Regions from separate parts of the Hordeum vulgare genome. Here region 1 is linked to region 2. The links are chromatin contacts, called in public Hi-C maps. All regions are on one chromosome and are shown on one strand. The core of a region is the stretch at or near the end of the contact, and the rest is flanking DNA. Distances in the headings are between cores, read along the strand shown. Region 1 holds the start of LOC123401801 (RINT1-like protein MAG2). Region 2 holds the start of LOC123401423 (F-box/kelch-repeat protein At1g74510-like).

Evidence for each region. A called contact is a pair of places that touch in the nucleus more often than the background predicts.
Region 1: a Hi-C map of seedling shows a contact between it and region 2, with 2.6 times the contacts expected there. The contact joins the promoter of LOC123401801 here to the promoter of LOC123401423 in region 2. A contact is called at or near these places in 2 of 6 Hi-C or Micro-C datasets (leaf and seedling).

Annotation. Positions count from the first base shown.
Region 1 is chr6H:504,024,189-504,027,527 of MorexV3_pseudomolecules_assembly, forward strand. It overlaps LOC123401801 (RINT1-like protein MAG2), which reads left to right and starts at 1,499. Exons shown (of 4, transcript XM_045095649.1): 1 at 1,499-1,929; 2 at 2,029-2,133. The coding sequence starts at 1,638.
Region 2 is chr6H:503,805,605-503,809,321 of MorexV3_pseudomolecules_assembly, forward strand. It overlaps LOC123401423 (F-box/kelch-repeat protein At1g74510-like), which reads left to right and starts at 2,392. Exons shown (of 2, transcript XM_045095221.1): 1 at 2,392-2,791.

The DNA of each region.
Region 1 (3,339 bases), core at 249-2,748, 220 kb after region 2:
TTGCAAAGTGGTTTTGTTTCCTACCGTTAGGTTCCAATATGGTCTTCACAAACACCGTCCACTCAGGATAGATGTCATCGCCAAGATAGCATCCCATGTTGTAGTCATGGTTGTTGAGAGTGTAGTTGCACGACAACGATGCCCCATTACAAAGCCTCCTCAAAACCGGAGACCATTGAAGCATGTTGATGTAGTTGTGAGAACCCGACATTCAAAAAAAAAACATCTCAAATCCATAAGTCACGTGATGCCATTACTTCTAGTATGATGGTGACCTCTTTGATGTGACCTTGATACATTCCTCGCAAATCTTTAGGATAGTTCTTTCTTTGCCAATGCATACAATCAATTAATGCGAGCATTTCTAGAAACCATCTAGCTTCCCCGATAGACAATAATTTTTTTATCCTGCACATTTGGTTCTCTCATATACTTTGCTTCAAAAACCTGCACGACTTCGCGGGCTAGCTTGGCATTTGTCTTCAGACATGTGTTGTCCTCCATTCGGACCATCTCACCAACAACATCTGCGACAGTATCCAGTATCAAATGCAAGCATCCTCATAATGGTTGTGCATTTATGCTTAGCATAGAGAATAAAGTTGGCCACAACAAACCCTTGTGAGCTTTGAAGTAGTTATCCTAAAACTCGACTCCCTTCAGAATGCGCAAAAACAATGATTTCCGCAAGTAAAAAGGGCAACAAAACCATGGATCATTCAAAAAATTGGGTCCGGAACAAAGTAGTTCTTCTGCAGTAGCCGTGCTTTGAAGACCCTATCCCGATTGACCACTCTTATTTCGTTGATTGAGCTCTTGAAGTTGAGAATAGGTGGAGCAGACTCATTTCCTCCTGCATGCTCATGAGCATGATCATGTCCACTTCTTCATTTGAATTCGATGACTTGAAGAACTAATCTTGAATCATTTGATTAAGCTCCGACTGTCCATACTTCTTGTTTGCCGAATCATTGAAATTCATCGTTATCCCTCAAAAATTTGCAAGAAACCGGGTCGGACAACGCGTCGAACACATAAAACGCAAGGGGCAACCCGAGAGTTGCCGGACATACCACGGTGGCGTTTGGGCCGCCGCCGATGTCCCCGACTACGAAGATGGGAGAGAGGAGTGATGTGCTGATGCTGTCGGTGCAGAGGCTCGAAACGACCGCGGAACACACACGGTGGTGGAGTTGCGAGACAAAACCGCGGAGGAGGAAGGAGAGAGAAGAGAGCAAATGGATTTGACCTATTTGGTGCAATTTGTGGTAGGATAATCCCGTCTAACACATCCGGTTGCCTCAATATCCGTCCTAGATTTAAGCTGAATATGAGATGCGTCATTTAATTTGAATTTTTGCGATCCGTTTGAGACATTTGCCTAAGTCGCATTTTTATGAGCAGTAAGTTATGGCCGTCCGCACAAATGTTTGAGACGGTTTGGGACATCGGAGTTGCAGATGCTCTTACCCGCTCAAATCGACGCCCAAGATTACAGTTCTCCGGCCTGGAAGAGAAAAAGGGGCTGTGGAGTATTACCACTCTGTCTGCCTTCGCCGGTCGTCTTCCTCCCCGCTCCCCCCCATCTCCACTCCTCCCCGCGATCCAAACCCTAAGCCGTGGGATCCGTTCGCGCCATGGAAGCGGCGGCTCCGTCGCCGCTGCTCCATAGACCCCCGAACATCACCCCTGAGCTCCGGCGCTTCCTCGACGTCCGCTTTCGCTCCCCGACCGACCTCGCGGCGGCCGCCGACGTCGAGGCCGAGATCCGCGGGCGCTGCGCGGAGCTCGAGTCCTCGGTCGCCGAACTGTCTGCACGCCTCGCGGATGCGGCCGCCGGGTACTCCTCTTCCCTCGAGGCCGCTGGCTCCGCCCTCCGCAGCGTGCGCGGTGGCGTCACCGCCCTCAAGGCCTCCACCGACAAGACGGGTATCTTAAGCAAATGCTCATGGAATTACCGAATTTTGAGCTTCTCAAGTTGACGTGTGCCGCTGCAAAGCTGTAATTCTATTTCTCGGGGTTTTCTAGGGGTTAGAGAAGATGTGGAGGCTGGGAGCGAGAAGATGCTGTTCGAACAACTCCCTCCCCTGGCCACCGACGTGGCGAGAGTGGACATGGTTAGAGATTACGCTGGTGAGTATATCTGAAGATGATGCTTTTAATCTTTGTGCTATGCTCTGGCTTAAATTTTGAACGATAAACACTATATTGACAATCTGCTATGCTGTCTATTTTCCTCTTATGATGGTTATGTTTTTTAGGCATAATGTGTTATGATTCATGAGTTGAGACCATCGGCTCATTTACTAAATATGTCGTTCAAGTCCTTGGTGTGATGGGACTTAGTGCCTGTGCAGTAGCAGAGTGGTTTTATGTGGCAAATCGGCTGTTTGGTTAGGTTAATAGTTAAGTTTGGCTGGTACAGATCTAGCTCAGTACAGCTAGGATGGATGATGATAACTGTTCTGCCCCTCAATTATGACATGGATCTGGCAGCTCTTGTAAGTGAGCCTCATCTTGATAATGTGGATCTATGAGTTGCCTTCTGTCCCTGTAGTTAACTAGAAACTTGTGGGGGCATTCCATTATTGTGTCCCTTTAGTTGCTGATTTCTTTATTCACGCGCTACAGTTAGCTATTAGTCCTGTCTGTAATTGCATTATGAGGGATCTTCCACTGATATGAGTGTCAAAACCAAAACATTTTGTATGTTTTCCTATCGTCGTCAATCCTTATGCCAGCCAATATTCTTTGGGGGCTGCTACGCATCCGCCAGGTGATGTTTCGAAAACATCCGCCGCCTTGGTAGCCGTAGGATCGTGAGCTCGACAACCGTTTGATCTTCTTTGAGTGAGCGTGCATCAACCTTTGCAACAAGGCTTGTGTTGCGCTCGGCGCTTTGCAACACAAGCCTTGTTGCGCTCTTGCCGAACCGTTTTTTTTTTCTGAAACAAGGCCTATGTTTCAGAAACAAGATCTCTGTTATAGAAAAAAAATCTTTGCTCTTGCCCCGTTGCAACAAACGTAGTGTTGTGCGCTCGTTCCCTTGGCAACAAGAGGCTTGTTGCAGAAATAAAAAAATCCCTGTCACACCAACGTCATCAAATGTCTGACGGGCATTTTAACTTTTGCAGTATTGATTATGTTGTAGAATTTTCTGCAACACAGAACATGTTGCAGAAACGTCTGTAGATTTTTTTGCAACAGAGTTTGTTATAGAATATTTTCTGCAACAAAGACCGTGTTGCGGAAACATATATAGAATTTCATTTACAACAGAGTTTGTTATATAATATTTTCTGCAACAAAGATTGTGTTGTGGAAACATCTATACAATTT
Region 2 (3,717 bases), core at 1,142-3,641:
ACGCCGAGGAGGAGCAGCGTGAAGCCGCGGCGACACAGCCCGCGCCCGACATGAACGCCCTCTGGAACACGGCGTTCATGTGGGCCGGCCCTGCGCCGACGCTCATCGACCTTACGGACCCCGAGGACGACAACGACAACGTCTAGGGCAGCGCACCGCCTCATAGTTTAGTTTGTTTTTAATTTTCTTAAATGCAAATATGGACGCGTGGACTCTTGCCGACCTTCGTGGTTGGATTTACTGTTCAATTAATGTTGTTTTTATTTTAATTATGGATGCATTTTTTTTCTCGCGTCGTTAAAATGGATCGGGTCAGCGTTGGACGCATGCGTCGACCCAAATGTGAAAGTGAACGTTCGTGTCCGCCTGATCGATCCAAACGGATAAAAGACGGTCAAAATCGTCGTCTATTTAGATCGGACTGTTGGAGTTGCTATAACTACCGGCTGCCACTGCAAACTCCGGAATTATATTCCAATTATCCATGTCTTCTCTTTTCCTTCTCGCGGGAAAGAACCATCGACGTTAGCTTTCACTCACAGTAAAGGAAGAAGCGTCCCTGTCAAGGAGCAGAAAGATTGGAGAACCGGCGGCGAGCGGAGATGGAGGACGATCGATCTACGTCCAAAGAGACGTGCTTGGACCAGGGACTGAACCGTAGCTGAAAAGACCAGGTAGACGTGCACCGCTCTGTTCCTTCACGACAACGCCGGCCGTTGCAACTCGCAAAGGCTTGCAGTTCCTGACACGGCGACACGTGCCGGCCGCCCCGGCTTACCGAGGGATGGACGTTTGACGTGCATGCAAGGGGTTTGATCCAGTCCCGTTACTGTTACAAGACAGGCCAGTGAAATACTGAAATGACCACTTTCAGCTACTCTCGCACGTAGCGTATGTCCGACGCGTCAGTCAACCGGGCAGTACGTAGCGTATGCAAACTGCACACGTACGTAGGCGCCGAACCCGCTTTTGAAAGCGGGTATGGGCTTCTGTCAAATCGAAAGAGGCGGCAAATACCACCATCTGTAGTGACTAAAGCATTTACGTTACTACTTGTAGCCGCGTTTTCTACGTGTGTATTTTACTCTCACGTGCGACCGCTTGTAGTGATCAACGCCATTAGCAGTTACTACCGTTTTCAACGCGCGACCACGAGCAATTCGGTCAGAAGGGGATTGGCAGGGTTGCACACGTACGTGCGTGCCAGTTCGGTCGTTTCACATGACGGTCGGCAACAAAACACTGGCTGTACCCCTACTCTGTACGCACGTGTACGGGCGGCAATACCTAAAGTTCTACCAACTTATTTATACCCTAACAATGAGACGATTCAATCCTCAAAAAAAAAAAAAAACGAGCCGATTAGATTGCATCCAACAAAATGCCGACTGGACCCGTATTTCCTACCGATGATTGGATTAGAAAAACAGCACGGCGTTGGGCGTCCGCCTACGCGCGTACGCAGATACGCCGCCGGCCCGTTGAACCGATCGGTGGAGCAATTGACCGGAACCGTTGCCGTCCAGACTAATAAATTTTTAGAAAAGTGAAGCGGTGAAGTGGAGAGCAAGGAGAGAAAGTAGGGGGCCGTTCCAATGGGCACAGCTCAGAGTTTACGCGCAGAAAACGACCGCGACGTCGTTGGGCGCTAAAATAAGCCGCGGCTGTGCAATCAGGAGCCTCGTCAGTCCCAAAGAGAAGGACAAGCAATTACTCGTATTTTTTTAAGAGAGAGAGAGAGGGGATGGAGGGAAAAGAAGGGCGGCCTGGATCCAGCTACAGTCAGGCTCAGGGTACTACGTCCAACAACCGTCAGAGGCCCCCTGCGTGCGTGCGTCCTTGAGTATCATCCTGGCCATGCGTGCCGTCCTTCCTCCTGCGCAGCAGCCAGCAGGCCAGCGGCGGCGGCGACGACGAGGAAAACCAAGGTTTCAGCTCGTGCTGCGTAATAAGCCCACGGCCGGCATAAAAAGAAAGAATGTAAACGATCGAAATGTTCCGGTTTCGGCCGGTGGTAATTATTACGGAATGGGGCGCTCCTCGCTCGCTCCGGTTACCGCGTCCTGGCGACTGGCGTGACGGAGACCCGCGGCCCACGTCCAAGCCCGTCGCCGCCCGCCCAACAGAAAGAATAGAAAAACTGCAAAGCTCCACCGATCCGGCTCCGTTTCCCCCCGCCCTTTTCCACGTGAGACGCACGCACGTCTCGTCCGTCCGTCCGTCGCCCAATCAATCATCCGCGCCTGCCGACGCCGAGGAAGAAAGCCCGGGTCGGGGCTGGGACGAGACGCCCCGCCGCCGGCCCGGCCCGGCCCGGCCCGCCCCGACCGCGCGTAAATATAAAAGTCGCGGCCCCTCCCCCTCCCATCCTCCTCTCCTCACGCACCGCACCGCACCGCAACCCCCGTCCCGTCCCGTTCCGTTCGGTTCCGTATAACGGCGCCCCTCGCCTCGCCCCCGCCCCCGCACCGCGTCTCGCCCATAACTACTCCTCCGCATCGCTGTTTTTTCTCCCCCTCTCCGCCCTACCCCAACCCCCACCCCCCTCTCCTCCAGCCGCATCCCACCCGCCTGCCCTGCCCCGCCCCGCCCGGTGGACCTGTGGCGGCCGCCAATCCCGTCGCATCCAACCCCCTCCTCCGCCCCGATCCCGCCGCCGTCCGAGGGGCCGGGTGCGGGCAGCGCCCGTTCTCGCCGGCGTCCGCCTTCCGCCAGCCCGCTGCCGCCGCGTCGGCGACTCACGGCGGCGCCGGGGGCCAGCCAAGCGCGTCGGCGATGGCCACGGCCTGAGGTGCGATTCCCGCTTTCCCCGCCAGGCGCCGCCGGCGTACTGCGGCTTTCTGCCCAGCCCTTATTGTTCGTTACTGTTTGTTGCCGCAAATACGGTGGTTGTATTTTCCTCTCCGTCGATTGTTTCTTCACGGTTTTGTGTTCCTCGTAATGGCCGGTGACGAGTGGCCGGTCGGATTAGCGGCCATTGGTTAGTGCTGCCTAAAGCGGGGTTTCAGTGGATCGACGACATCGGTGGCGACAAAACCGATCAGATTTGCGATAGTGCTATTTACAGTTGGCGTTAGTTTTTAATAACCCAGCGCGCTTTTGCTGCTCGACTACTAGATCTTGTTAACTGCCCAATACTACCCTTGTAGGCTATGGATATCCCTGTCGAACCGATAATTTTGCATGTGCTCGCTTCCTTGCCGCTGTACCAAATTGGTAGACGCTATTAAATGAATTCACCAATGATCCACAAGGTGTGCATATCTGTTTATCTACTCGTACTTATTAGGACCAACTTGGAATACCATTTCTTATGGTTCGTTCAGCTGCAACAAGCCCACAAATAGATATGACGTGTGGGTGTTAGCCCAGATGTAATTTATTTCCAAGCATGATTTTCTAGATTTGGTTTGTCCTTCTCTCTGTTGGTATCGTAGAGTGGTTTCAGGGTGAATAGATGGGGCCTTTTGTGTTCGGATTTTGCCAATTTTCCGAGGACCGGTGCTTTACTAGTTTTCAAATTATATTTCTTTTGTGTAAGACTGGAACCGTTCCACATATTTGCCTATATCTGTTGAAGGGGGTCCATTTTAGATATTTGCGGGTTACGAGCTCGAGCCTTTTCTTGATAAAAATAAATAAAATCCTTCAGTATGGTGGACTGAGTTAGATTTTAGGTCAAATCCATCCTCCAATGACAAGGTACAATGACATGTT